Linked DNA regions of Mus musculus: all the other regions are linked to region 2. Evidence: chromatin contacts called from public HiChIP or PLAC-seq and promoter capture Hi-C data. All regions are on one chromosome and are shown on one strand. Each heading gives the region's core, a stretch centred on a gene start, on an enhancer-like site or on the middle of the called end of the contact. The rest is flanking DNA. Distances are from core to core; before and after follow the strand shown. Region 1 holds the start of Ccdc174 (coiled-coil domain containing 174). Region 2 holds the start of Hdac11 (histone deacetylase 11). Region 3 holds the start of Nr2c2 (nuclear receptor subfamily 2, group C, member 2). Region 4 holds the start of Slc41a3 (solute carrier family 41, member 3).

Region 1 (2,700 bases), core at 10-2,509, 720 kb before region 2:
ATTACCTAGCTATATATCTTTCTATTCTACAACTACATCTGAATCACAAAATGACCAATCAATTCCGGGACTTCGTTTGTGTTATAATTATTAAAAACATTATCCTCCAGACAAGTTAACTTTGGTTTGGTTTTTAAAGACAGGGTCTCACTGTGTAGCTCTGGCTATACTGGAACTATGTAGCTCAGGCTGGCCTCTGACTTACAGTGGCCTCTGTCCACTTGTCTCTGACACTTATGTGCTAAAGTTAAGCGCATGCGCATATACTTCCTGATTAATTCAGTTTGCAAGCACTGAATCCAAGCAAACATGATTACTAAGACCAATTTTTCTATATTAAAAAACAAATTCCAACAAAAAATTTGATACATTAGATGTTTTGAACAATCAGAAAAGGCACCATTTTGCAGTCAATCAAACTGAGCCTGGCTTCTCACACAACAAATCTGTGTGTACATTGAGGAAAACGGGATTCACCTTTGGGTGTCAACTTCATTATCCATTAAGAGTGACAATTAATACCACCTACACTCAAAAGCACTTCTGAGGACTCGATGGCAGCACACATATGAAGCACGGACACAAAATGTGTACAGTGTTTACAAGTTTTCTGCTGAGAGTGGTTAAGTTAGCAAAACTCCTTACATCCTGTCAGACCTTACTGGCCCGGGTACCCCATCCCACAAGGCACTAGCTAACTTGTCTGGATCCTGCTGGGGGGGACCCTGGGAGCCCTGGGAAGACAAATCATATCCCAGTGCTCGAGAAGGGCTTTGGACTAGTGGAGAACCCAGGAAGGGCTCGTCCTCCAAGTCCCTGCGGACAGAGAGCCGGCTGTGGCGGCGGCTGACCCGCAGGATGCGCCCTGAGATCCCTGGGAGGATGGCGTCCGAGACCCGCCTGGGTTCGAGGGGAACGGAGCCCAGGCGCCTGGCGGAGCCGAGTTCAGGATCCTGTGAGTAAGGAAGCTGAGGAGGGTCTCTGCGGGGAAAGGGTCGGTCAGGATCCTTGTCAGATGGGCAGTCCAGGCCCCTGACTTGCGTGGGACAACAACTAGGTCACCATTCTCGACTGAGACAGGCGGAGGGAACGCGGAGCACGGAGCTAAGCCACACTTGTACTCACCGAGGAGGCTGTAACGTCCAAAGGCTTTTTCTTTCGGTCCATCGTCCCGCCAAGGCGTCCAGTCCCAAGACGCAGCCTCCCTGTGGCCTCAGTCAGACCCTACGAGTCCGCCACCCCCACCCGGCAGCAGAACCGGAAGTGTCTTTGATAGGGACGCTGAGTTTGCGTCATTTTGCGACTTGGATTTACGACCTCGGCGCCATCTTGAAAGCGTCAGTATGAGGTCCCTAGTCGCTACGTCGTCATTTTGAGAAGGTCAGAGGGTTGGAATTGATCGCAATTGGCCATCTTGAAGAGAGCAGAAAGTGAGGTGAAAATGACTAGTATTGTCGCCGTCTAGAGAAGGAAGGAAGATAGCTTTCATTGCAACACACACTATATTGACTGGAGAGTCTTAGATGATGGAAAAGAATAGCAGCGTATGAAGAGAGCTAAGTAAACTCCTGTCTCCAACATGAAAACAAAAGGAATTTAATGAAACTGGTAGTGGTGGGAATTATTGTTTAAGAATGGGCTATGAGAAACACTCGTTTTATGTTGGTTTTTTTTTTTTGGTGTTTTGTGATTTGTTTTGTTGGTTTTGTTTGTTGTTTTGCTTTTTAGGCTTTTTTTTTTTTTTTTTTTGAGATGGGGTCTTACTGTACAGCCACCTGGCCTCAAACTCTCTATGTAGACTTGGCTAGCCTCAAATTTGCAACAGCCCTCCTGCCTCTGCCCCCTAAATGCTAGGATTACATGTGTGAGCCACTATGCCCAACAGAATATTTGAATTTTAACTATTCATTCATACATTCATTTGGGGGTCACTGGGTACTCCTGGCTGCCTGGAACTTGCTTTGTAGACCATGCTAGCCTTGTACTCAAAGATACCTGCTTACCTCTTCCTCCCTTATGCTGGGATTGAAGCTGTGTGCCACCACAACCAGCCCCCAGAATACTCTAATTTTGAAATTACTATTTGAATTGCTAAAGAATTAAAAGAATTTTGACCTGGGATTTAGGACAAAATTTCCAACAATTTCTGAAATGGCCCTAAACATGAATTTGCTGTATCTTTGCAAAGCAGTGTTCTCCACATTGATGATGATAAAGTCAAAACAATCAACTCTGAAAAGCACTGAAGATGCTCTGTGACCTACAGTATCAAATGTTTAGCCAATATTTAATTCCTTTTGTTGAAACAAGCACATTCATGTCATTAGGATACAAATTGTTTTTCATCTTTAATAAATGGTGAATATATATATATATATATATATATATATATATACATATACATATGTGTGTGTGTGTGTGTGCGCCAAATTGTTTTAAAGTAATTTTTAAAGTATCCATATATACCTCAAGTCATGAAAATAATACTGGGTAAAAAGAAGTTGTAAGTGAAATAATTTTAAGATATCCTCCCCCCCCCCCGCCCCCTGCAGTTGGGAGGCAGATGCAGGCGAATTTCTGAGTTCAAGGCCAGCCTGATCTACAGCATAAGTTCCAGGACAGCCAGGGCTACACAGAGAAACCCTGTCTCAAAAAATCAGAAAAAAAAAGAAAGAAAGAAAGAAAGAAAGAAAGAAAGAA
Region 2 (2,944 bases), core at 380-2,879:
TGAGACTGGGCCATGATGCTCTGGTTCTAGAGAAATCACAACCTAGGGTCTATTTTCAATGAGTCATGCTCAGAAACCAACGGGTCCCATCCACATCTATACGCAGGTCCAGGCAGGGGCTCCCTCCCACAGCCTCCCATGGCCTCCGACACCTCCAGACTCAGCCACGGTGCCCAAGGAGCCTGCCCTGTGGTCCTGCCTCCCGTCCTTCCTCATCCTCAGAGGCGCAGGAGTAAGAGGGGCTGGCGCTCACTCCCAGCTGAGGGGGATGAAGAACCCTTCTGTTGTGCCACTGAAAGAGGCAGGAGCCCAGATGGGGGCAGAGGGCACCAGCAGGAAACCATTTGTGCAGTCAACAGACGTGCAAGGCTAGCATCCCAGCCTTATACCAACACCACACATCACCTGTGTGCTTTCTAGTCCATGACTTCCTTTGGATGTTCAGGCAGGTCCCTACAGCGGAGGGGGAAGCTGTACCACCTGCCGTAGATAGGAGGTCCCCCGAGGAATGAAAACAAACCCAACAGAAACAGCTATGTTATTAATGTCTAATTTGATCCTATTTTTTGCACGATGCAGACCTGGGAGCTTGCTCTAGATTTTTAGGAAGGGAGATAGGGATCTAACTGGAGGGAATACAAGACAGGTCCCATCTTGCTTAGTAGCCTGCCTGGAAAGACCCTTTAACAGCAAGGCAGAAGGCAGTAGGCAGTCTGGGGGCTGAAATCAGGTAAGGATGGAATGAACACAGGGATGGAGGAGGCAGATGTAGGTCTGAGGGGGTGATGAGGATAGGGAGAAGGAAAAAATGGAGAAGGTCGATGCAGGTCTGAGGAGGTAGTATGGATAGGGAAATGGAGGAGACACGTGCTAGTCTGGGGGGGGGGGCGGCTCTTACCTTTCAGGAAGTTGATCACCTTGCCCCATTTCCCAGCATCAAAGGGGTGCAGCTTCTCCAGGCCCATGAAGGTGATGTTGTAACGTGGTGAGTACACGATGGGCCAGCGTTTCTCTGGTACATGCTGGTACAGCTGTGTTGCGTGAGGCCTTCAACGTGCAAAAGAGACACACATATGGACAACAGCCTCCTTGTGGAAAGCAGTGTTCCCCTCCCCACTCACACCAGGTCACTTAACAACCAACAGGAATGAAAACAGCTCCTTCCTGAACCCTGGCTGGCTTTGATTAAATCAGCTTCCAACACAGTCCTAACAGCGGCTCTGGGGACCAGGTGTGCCCAAGGTCACATGCCAGTGCCAGGTGTATTCAGGAGTACTGGTGCCAAGGCCCAAGGCCTGCACGGGGGAAGGCGGGGTGTATGGTGTAGGGGCTGGAATGTGGCTGTCTCACGAGTTAGCTCACACATCTGTGAAGCTGGGAACAAAATGCGCTGGGGCGGGGGGAGGGGAGGTGAGTAGACCGCGACTGCAGGAGGCTGTGCCCTCCTCGCAGCCCTGCAGCCCACCGCGGTGCCCTGCAAAGGGGAGAACCACCGTTCGTCCGCACGGTCACCCAGCCCGCCCCCAGCTGTCCCGCCGTGCCCATGGGAATCCCCAGAACCCATGCTTGGCCCCACGCGCGACCCCGCACACTCACATCCCGCAGCCGGCCCTGCCTGCTCTGGACGCCACTCCGCACCGGGAGGGGTGGGAGGGGTGCAAGAGGCAGGGCCTACGCAGAACACACGCCTCCATGGCGCTGGGAGCTGGAGGTGGAGCTCTGGCCTGCAGCTGCGTCACAGACGACCGGACCGGCGCCGGCCAAGGAGAAGCACCCAATGGAGTGCCGCCTGGAGGGCGTGGTCATGCGCAGCTCCGCCCGCATTCCCAGGGTAGAAATAATCAGACACTTGGTTAGGTGATGTGACCACGGGCTTCTCTGCACTATGTGGTGGTCTGTTCTGGGCATACCAGCCCAGCTATATGTTCTTTCCTGCGGTGCATCCCTGCATTCCTGTACCATCTGTGGCTATTTCACCATGGTATAAACAGTCCCCCACTTATAAAATGCCTTGAACCTGTTTCCCTATTGTAGAACAGGTCTGGTGATCCTATTTTTAGGGTCCAGTCGTGAATATCTGAACGTATCTCCTGTCTCCATTCCCCCTACACCCTGACCCTGGAAGCTGACCGACAGCTGGGGCCCCAACAATGGAGGCCAGAAGAAGAGACAATAGGCCCCTGTTGACCCAGCTGTCTTCATCAACCAAACAGAAGCAGCTGACCAGAGAAGCAGCCAGGAACTAATATGGCAGCTGGGAGCCCAGGGGCCACAGGGTCATGTGAAGGGAATGGGCAACGTTTTTTTTTTTTTTGTTGTTGTTGTTTTGTTTTGTTAGGGCATGAGGTAGCATGTCACAGTGAAGATCAAAAGTCAGCTCTGGTCAGACAAGTTTTTCCCTCCACCTTTGTGTAGGTTCTAAGGATTGAACTCGAACTCTCTGGCATGAACACCAACAATATGTATCTGCCAGCCAAGTCTGATCGTTGTCTGACAGTTTGGAAGAATGCCTCTGATGTGCCTACTGCTAGGTAATTTTCAGAAAACAGGACATAAATTCTGAAAGATGCTGAGAAAAACTGCCCCTAGGAGTGTGAGCTCAGTCAGGAGTTACTGCCCCAGCCATGGGTAGTGGGGCTGACCCAGAGGAGACACTGCCTTCAGTTCAGAGGACAAAAGGCAATTTCTTGTTCTTAGTGGTTTGGGAGCGTTCCCATATCATGTGGCCTAGCCTATGTGTTAGGAGTTACAGACTTTGAACCATCGTAGATAAGACAGTGGCATTATGATTTAAAGTTGCTATAGACTTGGGCAGTTAGAAGAAATAGCATTTGCTTATTACAAACCGGGAGGGGAGTCTTCCTGATTCCTTTGGTATAATGAAGTTTGAGCCTATATTCAGCCCAGCCTGGGCTATCTGCCAGCACCCTGGTCTTGGAAGGTT
Region 3 (2,731 bases), core at 98-2,597, 940 kb before region 2:
GCTGCAAGTCACTTTGGGACAGCTTATTCCAATCTCTTTTTGGAAATGTTTGCTTGGCTTAACTTACACTGTCTCTTGAGATATCCAAAGAAAGAATTAAAACTGAGACTGCTCATATTATTAAAAAGGTATTGTTTGATTTCAAATATTTTATTTTGGATACCGGATCTTATAGCCCAGGCTGGCCTAAAACTCTATGTAGCCAAGAATGACACTGAAACTTCTGATCTGCCTCCACCGCCCCAGTAACTGGGATTACAGATATGCAGCACTACATAAGTTTATGCAGTGCTAAGGATGAAACTTGATTTCCTACATGCTAGCCAGCCCTTCCTACTATGTTATATGCACAAATATTTTAGTCATCAGACTTTCCAATGGAAGCTAACATTATATTTTGTAAAGTTTGTTTTCCACTTTGATAAATGAGATTTTCAGTAGCTTCATAGCATCAATCAATTTTATCTCTGGGAAAGATAAATATGTTAAAAGAATGCCTACTGAAGTCCAATTCAAATTCCCTGCTTAGTATAATGGACATTTTATTGCTGGGCATGCTATCCCAACTGTCAAGTTCGGGTAAAAATGCACCAATTAAATATGCAGCACTTAGCTATCAATAGTATCAGCAACAATTTACTCAACAAAAAGTGTGGGAAAATCTTCCCTTCCCATCTTCAAGCTTGCTATCCAGAACCCAGCTCTTTTCCTGAAATCTATTCAAACATTCAGTGAAGCCTGACTTCCTCACCATCCAATTAAATTAATGCCCTCACGATTCCTTCAGCACATCATCCAGTTTCTTCCATTCTCTGACCATTCTCTGAGCCTTTGTATCCCCTCGGCATCCAAAATTCTGGGGGGAGAATGGCTCCTTGCCCAGGTCAGTTGAATCTCTGGAAGTAGTGTCCTAGTGTCTAAAGCTACGCACAACTGTGTTTAATGAAAGTAGGAAAGAGAATCACCTCACAAGTTTTCCACTCCAGTTGGTTCCTTATATATTTCCACATCACCATTTTGGGACTAGGGATGTTACTCAATGGCAGGGCCGTCCCCAGCACCACAATAAGACGAAAAAACTAACACCACCATTTGCAAATTACTTTTGAGGCTGGCAGAGTAGCTTGGACTCCATTTTCAGAGAACAGTCCCTCAAACAATGCTGAGGAGAGAGGCGAGGCTTGGCAAGAACGTCTGGTGTCCCAATTTCATGGACTGAAATTGAGCCCGCCAGAGGGGCTCCGTCCAGAGTCGTGAGGAAAGCGCGAACCCCGGAGAGCCTCCAAGTGCCGACGAACTCTTCCCTTCTGGCCGCGCCATGGGTTCAAAAAGCATCACCAGCTTCCCAGCCCGAGACCCACCAAGTTCCTCAGAGGCTGGCCCGCCCGGCCTCACACCCCGCACTAGCGGCCCCCGGGACCTCCCTCTCCCACCTGGACCAACCAGCACAGCCCCGGGGGCGGTGCCGCAGGCCGTGGCCCTCCTATAAGGGGGAACGATTGGCCAGCCCGGCCGTCACTCAGGAGGTCGTGCCCTGCCCACGCCTCCCTCCCTCCCCTTCCACCCTCCTAGTCCGGAAAAACGGCGGTTGGGCCAGGGTGGCAGCCAACGGCAGGCGGGGAGTGCTGGGGTGAGGAGCGGGGAACACAGGAAGAAGCGGGCAGGCCGGGCGCGCGCCGAGGGGAGCCTGGCCGGCGCCGCGGGGACAAGATGGCGGCGCTGGCGGAGGGCCAGGCGTGAGGCGGGGCCGCGGACAGTCCCCCTCTCCGCCCCCGCGGCGCGCGGCCGGCCCGGTCAGGACAGCGGCTCGCCGGGCTCGGCCGCGGGAGGGGAGGGGAGTGGAAGAGAGGGGAGGGAAGGGTGCGGCCCGGCCCACTATGCAAAGCGCCCGCTGCTGCCGCCGCCACCGCCCCGTGGCAAAGGTAAAAGGCCGCGTTCAGCCTCCGCGGCCTCCATGGCGGCGCAGGCCTGCCCTCCTCCGCCGTGCCGCGCTGCGCCGCGCCGCGCCGCGGCTTGGCCCGGCGGGCTTGCTCTTACCTCAGGGTCGGGCGCCACCACAACCGCGGAGCAGATCCCGTGTCTGCGGCCGGCGCCCCCGGCTAGGAGGGCAGGGCGCGGGCCGGGCAGGCGCCGGAGGGCAGGAGCCCGGGGGCTCGGGCGGCCGGGACGCCGCGGCGGGCCGGTGCGGAGCGGGGCGGCGGGCTGGGCCCTGGCACCGCCGGGGTCGCGGAGGGACCGCGCTTTGTTATTGTTTTTGTCAGTGAAAGGTCAGAGTTCGTGACCCCGGTGCCGCTGCCGCCGCCGCCCGCGCGCTGGGAGGAGGAGGGCGAATGTTCCTCTTCCTCTTCCCGGCGCCAGCCTCACCGCGGCGGCGGGGGGCGGGCGAGCACGCGATTGGCTGAGCGCGCGCGCGCACCGGAACGCCGCCGCTGCCGCTGCGGCCGCCGCCGGAGCTGAGGCCCGCAGGCCTGGGCCGGGCAGGTGCGGCCGATCCCGTAGGCACCGCTTGCAGGCTGGAGAAGCGGGCCCTTGCCTGGCGCCGCGCCGAGATGTTGCAAGCGAGCGGTGTCCTGGGAGTGCACTGAGCTCCCGGTACCTTCCTTGGGATGGATGGTAGCTTTCTGTTTTAAAGCTCCGAGGATGTGCATGCCTCTGGCCGGACCAGGCAAGTGTGCAGATGCCCCAGGCCCATTTTTAAAACAGGTGCTTAGCCTTGGAGCCCAGACTTGTG
Region 4 (2,781 bases), core at 182-2,681, 550 kb after region 2:
GGGTGGGCTGAGTTTCTGGGATGGATGGGTTGCCTCTTAGCTGCCCACTATGTAGAATAAGGAGAGCACATCTGCACTTTATCTTCTTGACTTTATAGAACATTCCGGTGGGAATGTACGGGAACCCAAACTCAGGGTTCGAATCCCAGTTTCTCCTCTTCGCAGATGTGTGACCTTGGGAGAGCAAAATACCATCCACCTCAGAGTATGAACGGAGCGCTGTAAGACCCTTTATCCTAGGGTACCTTCAGAGGTTTTGCTTACTACCAAAAATATTAAGAGAACATTTCTAGAAATAAAGAATTTGTAGGTTTTGTGCTCAGTTCTGAGCAGCATGGTGGACCGATTCAGTTAACACTACACTGTCCCTCCTAGAACATGCAGCACTCCTCGGCATAGGGATCTATGCTGCAGATGCTGCCCATCAGCTAGTCACCCTCTCAACAGTTGTTAGGGTGGCTGAGCTGTTGGCCAAGCAACGCTTAGTCTACTTAATAATGGCACAAGTATAGTGATGGTGACAATTGTATCACAGTATATGATTACACCTGCCCTACCTTAGGGGTGTTCATCTTTTACTGTGTCTAGTTCACAAGTTAAGCTCTACCATAGGTATGTATATTAGGAAAACAATCTATATGTCTGGATATCATTCCAGGATTCAGACACTCTTTGGGAACATGTTTGTAACTCCCTGCAATAAGGGGAGATCACTATACCCTTCTATAGTATATTTTCCTTACAGGGCACTTGGCCTGACTCCAGGCTCTTCTGTACTACTTTACAGTCGTGGTTCTTAAGCTACCATAGTACCAGCATGAGGCCAGCCAGCGTCAGGAAGCAGAGCAAGCTCATCTAGATATCTGGGTCAGGTTGGAATGGCTGCGTCTCTAAGTGGTCTCCGTGGCGAAGAAGCAGTTTGAAAACCTGAGTTTTAAAAGATTTATAGAAAGGATCTGGTAGACTGAGGGATCTTCTCAAGTCTGAACAACCTCTAGCTTGACAACCTGGAGCGCAGGGACAGCTCGCTGAGCCTGCCTTAGGGTGGTCAAGGATGATCTCGGGGTGCTGAAGGAGTTAACCATAACCCCTAGAGTCAGGCGCTCTGGGGTTCATCACAGGCAGAGGGAGAGAGATCAGCGGGGCGGGTCCCTGCAGACCTTTGGAGCGAGGATGCCACAAACTGACCCGCCCAGTGTGCCTAAGACAGATCCTGTGCCCCACGCCCCATCCCGAGGGCCATTGACGCTCCGCTTTCCCTTGGCTTCCCCGGCTCCCAGTCCAGCTCCTGCCCGCGCTTACCGGTCCTCTCCCGGCCGGCGGCGAAAGCGAGGCGGCCAGGCGCGCGCTGGACACTGTGGAGGCCTGCGGCGGGAGGAAGCGAGAAGGGCAGCAGGCGGGCCAGCCCCGCCCTGCCTAGGCGTCCAGACAGAGGGGCGGGGCCACAGGAGGGGAGGGTTGCTGGGCGAGTGTTGTGGGCGGGGCCAATCCACAGAGGTGGCGCTTGAAAAACCCAATTTTTAAAGCCTTTTAGTCAGGACAGCTCTCTGATCGAGCAGTGGGGTGTGCAGGGATGCTCCCTGGGTGCCGAAGGACCCAATGACACGCCTCAGAGGCGGTGCCGCTTGGGGTGGGGCCAAGAAAGAAGAAGCTAGACCCCGGAACAGGACCATGAGTAGGGCGGGGTCACGGGCGGGGCCACGGGCGGGGGCGGGGCTGGGCGACGGAGTAGCCTCCAGTAGCACACTGCAAGGGCCAGCTTCCCTTAGGATACACATTTGCCTGTTCAGTTTTCAATCTGACATTTCTGAATATTTCACCTTTGAACACTTGTGTATGTGTCATGAAAGTTCTTCTGTCCTTCAACATGTGTGATCCTCTCACTCTTATCAAGATACAGCCTTGGAAGACTCAGCCAGCAGTGGTGAGCCTCAGTGGACACCAGCTCCTACAATCTATCCCGTGCCCCCACTTATGGCTCTTGGCTGATTCAAGAATCCTGAGCCCTGGCTGGATTCTAAGCTGCCAACTGCACCTGCAGAAACCGGATGTGCAAGACCTGTAAGACAGTAGTTTTGAAGAATACAACACAAAAAAAGTATGACAGGGCAAGGCCCGGGGAGATGCAAGCCCAGTTCCTGGATTCTGTCCCCAGCAAATGAAAAACAAAACAAAAACAGATGACAGTGTTCCACATGTTAGGAGAATTTACAGACTGGATGGCTTACATTGTCAAAATATAGTGCTGAATTCCAAGCTCCCAAAGTGATTGCATTTGTCAATCCAGCTTATGTAAGAGGTAGCAATGAACAAGTGAAGTCACAGGGTGCAGTCACAATGCGACTGGAGTCCTCTCAGGAAGAGACCCTGCCAGCTCATTCTCCCTGTGTGCATGCAGGTGAGACATAGAAAGACAGTAGGAGGGAGGCGTCACCAGGAATAGCCATCCATGAACCTTGAACTCCATGTTGATATGCTTTCATTTATTGTAACAAAATCAACTTATACAAAGAAAAGGGTTTATTTTAGCCCATACTTTTGAAGGTTTCATAAAGGTTTAACGAGTTTGATTCCCAGACTGAGGCACTGTGGGCAGGTGGGGGGTAGCAGAATCTTAGGTCTGACTAGAACAGGGAAAAGCAATAACTGGTGTCACAGTCTTGAAGAGAACCCTGGACCTCAGCCCCTGATCCCTCCATCACAAACCCTTTGATTAAAGGCTGACCCAGAAAGCCCTGTGACAGTGAAAAGGAGAGGCAGAAAAGACAACAGGAGGTTCAC

The links. Promoter capture Hi-C pulls out the DNA fragments that hold promoters and counts their contacts. HiChIP or PLAC-seq counts read pairs in DNA pulled down with a chosen protein or histone mark.
Region 1: a contact with region 2 is called in a FOXA1 HiChIP or PLAC-seq map of pancreatic cancer cells. The contact joins the promoter of Ccdc174 here to the promoter of Hdac11 in region 2. A contact is called at or near these places in 2 of 115 datasets of contacts at active chromatin or transcription factors (bone marrow-derived macrophages and pancreatic cancer cells).
Region 3: a contact with region 2 is called in a promoter capture Hi-C map of pre-B cells. The contact joins the promoter of Nr2c2 here to the promoter of Hdac11 in region 2. A contact is called at or near these places in 2 of 39 promoter capture datasets (liver and pre-B cells), 1 of 484 Hi-C or Micro-C datasets (uterus) and 1 of 115 datasets of contacts at active chromatin or transcription factors (bone marrow-derived macrophages).
Region 4: a contact with region 2 is called in a promoter capture Hi-C map of pre-B cells. The contact joins the promoter of Slc41a3 here to the promoter of Hdac11 in region 2. A contact is called at or near these places in 8 of 39 promoter capture datasets (the C10 cell line, cranial neural crest, embryonic stem cells and 4 more), 1 of 15 datasets of contacts at CTCF or cohesin (pro-B cells), 6 of 484 Hi-C or Micro-C datasets (the N1E-115 cell line, cerebral cortex, cortical neurons and 1 more), 3 of 115 datasets of contacts at active chromatin or transcription factors (SST interneurons, VIP interneurons and pancreatic cancer cells) and 1 of 9 other capture datasets (embryonic stem cells).

What each region holds. Positions count from the first base shown.
Region 1 is chr6:91,876,612-91,879,311 of GRCm38.p6, reverse strand. It overlaps Ccdc174 (coiled-coil domain containing 174), which reads right to left and starts at 1,259. Exons shown (of 11, transcript NM_172730.2): 1 at 1,126-1,259. The coding sequence starts at 1,167.
Region 2 is chr6:91,155,500-91,158,443 of GRCm38.p6, reverse strand. Hdac11 (histone deacetylase 11) reads right to left here and starts at 1,629. Exons shown (of 10, transcript NM_144919.2): 1 at 1,597-1,629; 2 at 899-1,047. The coding sequence starts at 1,598.
Region 3 is chr6:92,091,049-92,093,779 of GRCm38.p6, reverse strand. It overlaps Nr2c2 (nuclear receptor subfamily 2, group C, member 2), which reads right to left and starts at 1,347. Exons shown (of 15, transcript NM_001347342.1): 1 at 966-1,347.
Region 4 is chr6:90,603,530-90,606,310 of GRCm38.p6, reverse strand. It overlaps Slc41a3 (solute carrier family 41, member 3), which reads right to left and starts at 1,431. Exons shown (of 11, transcript NM_027868.2): 1 at 1,303-1,431.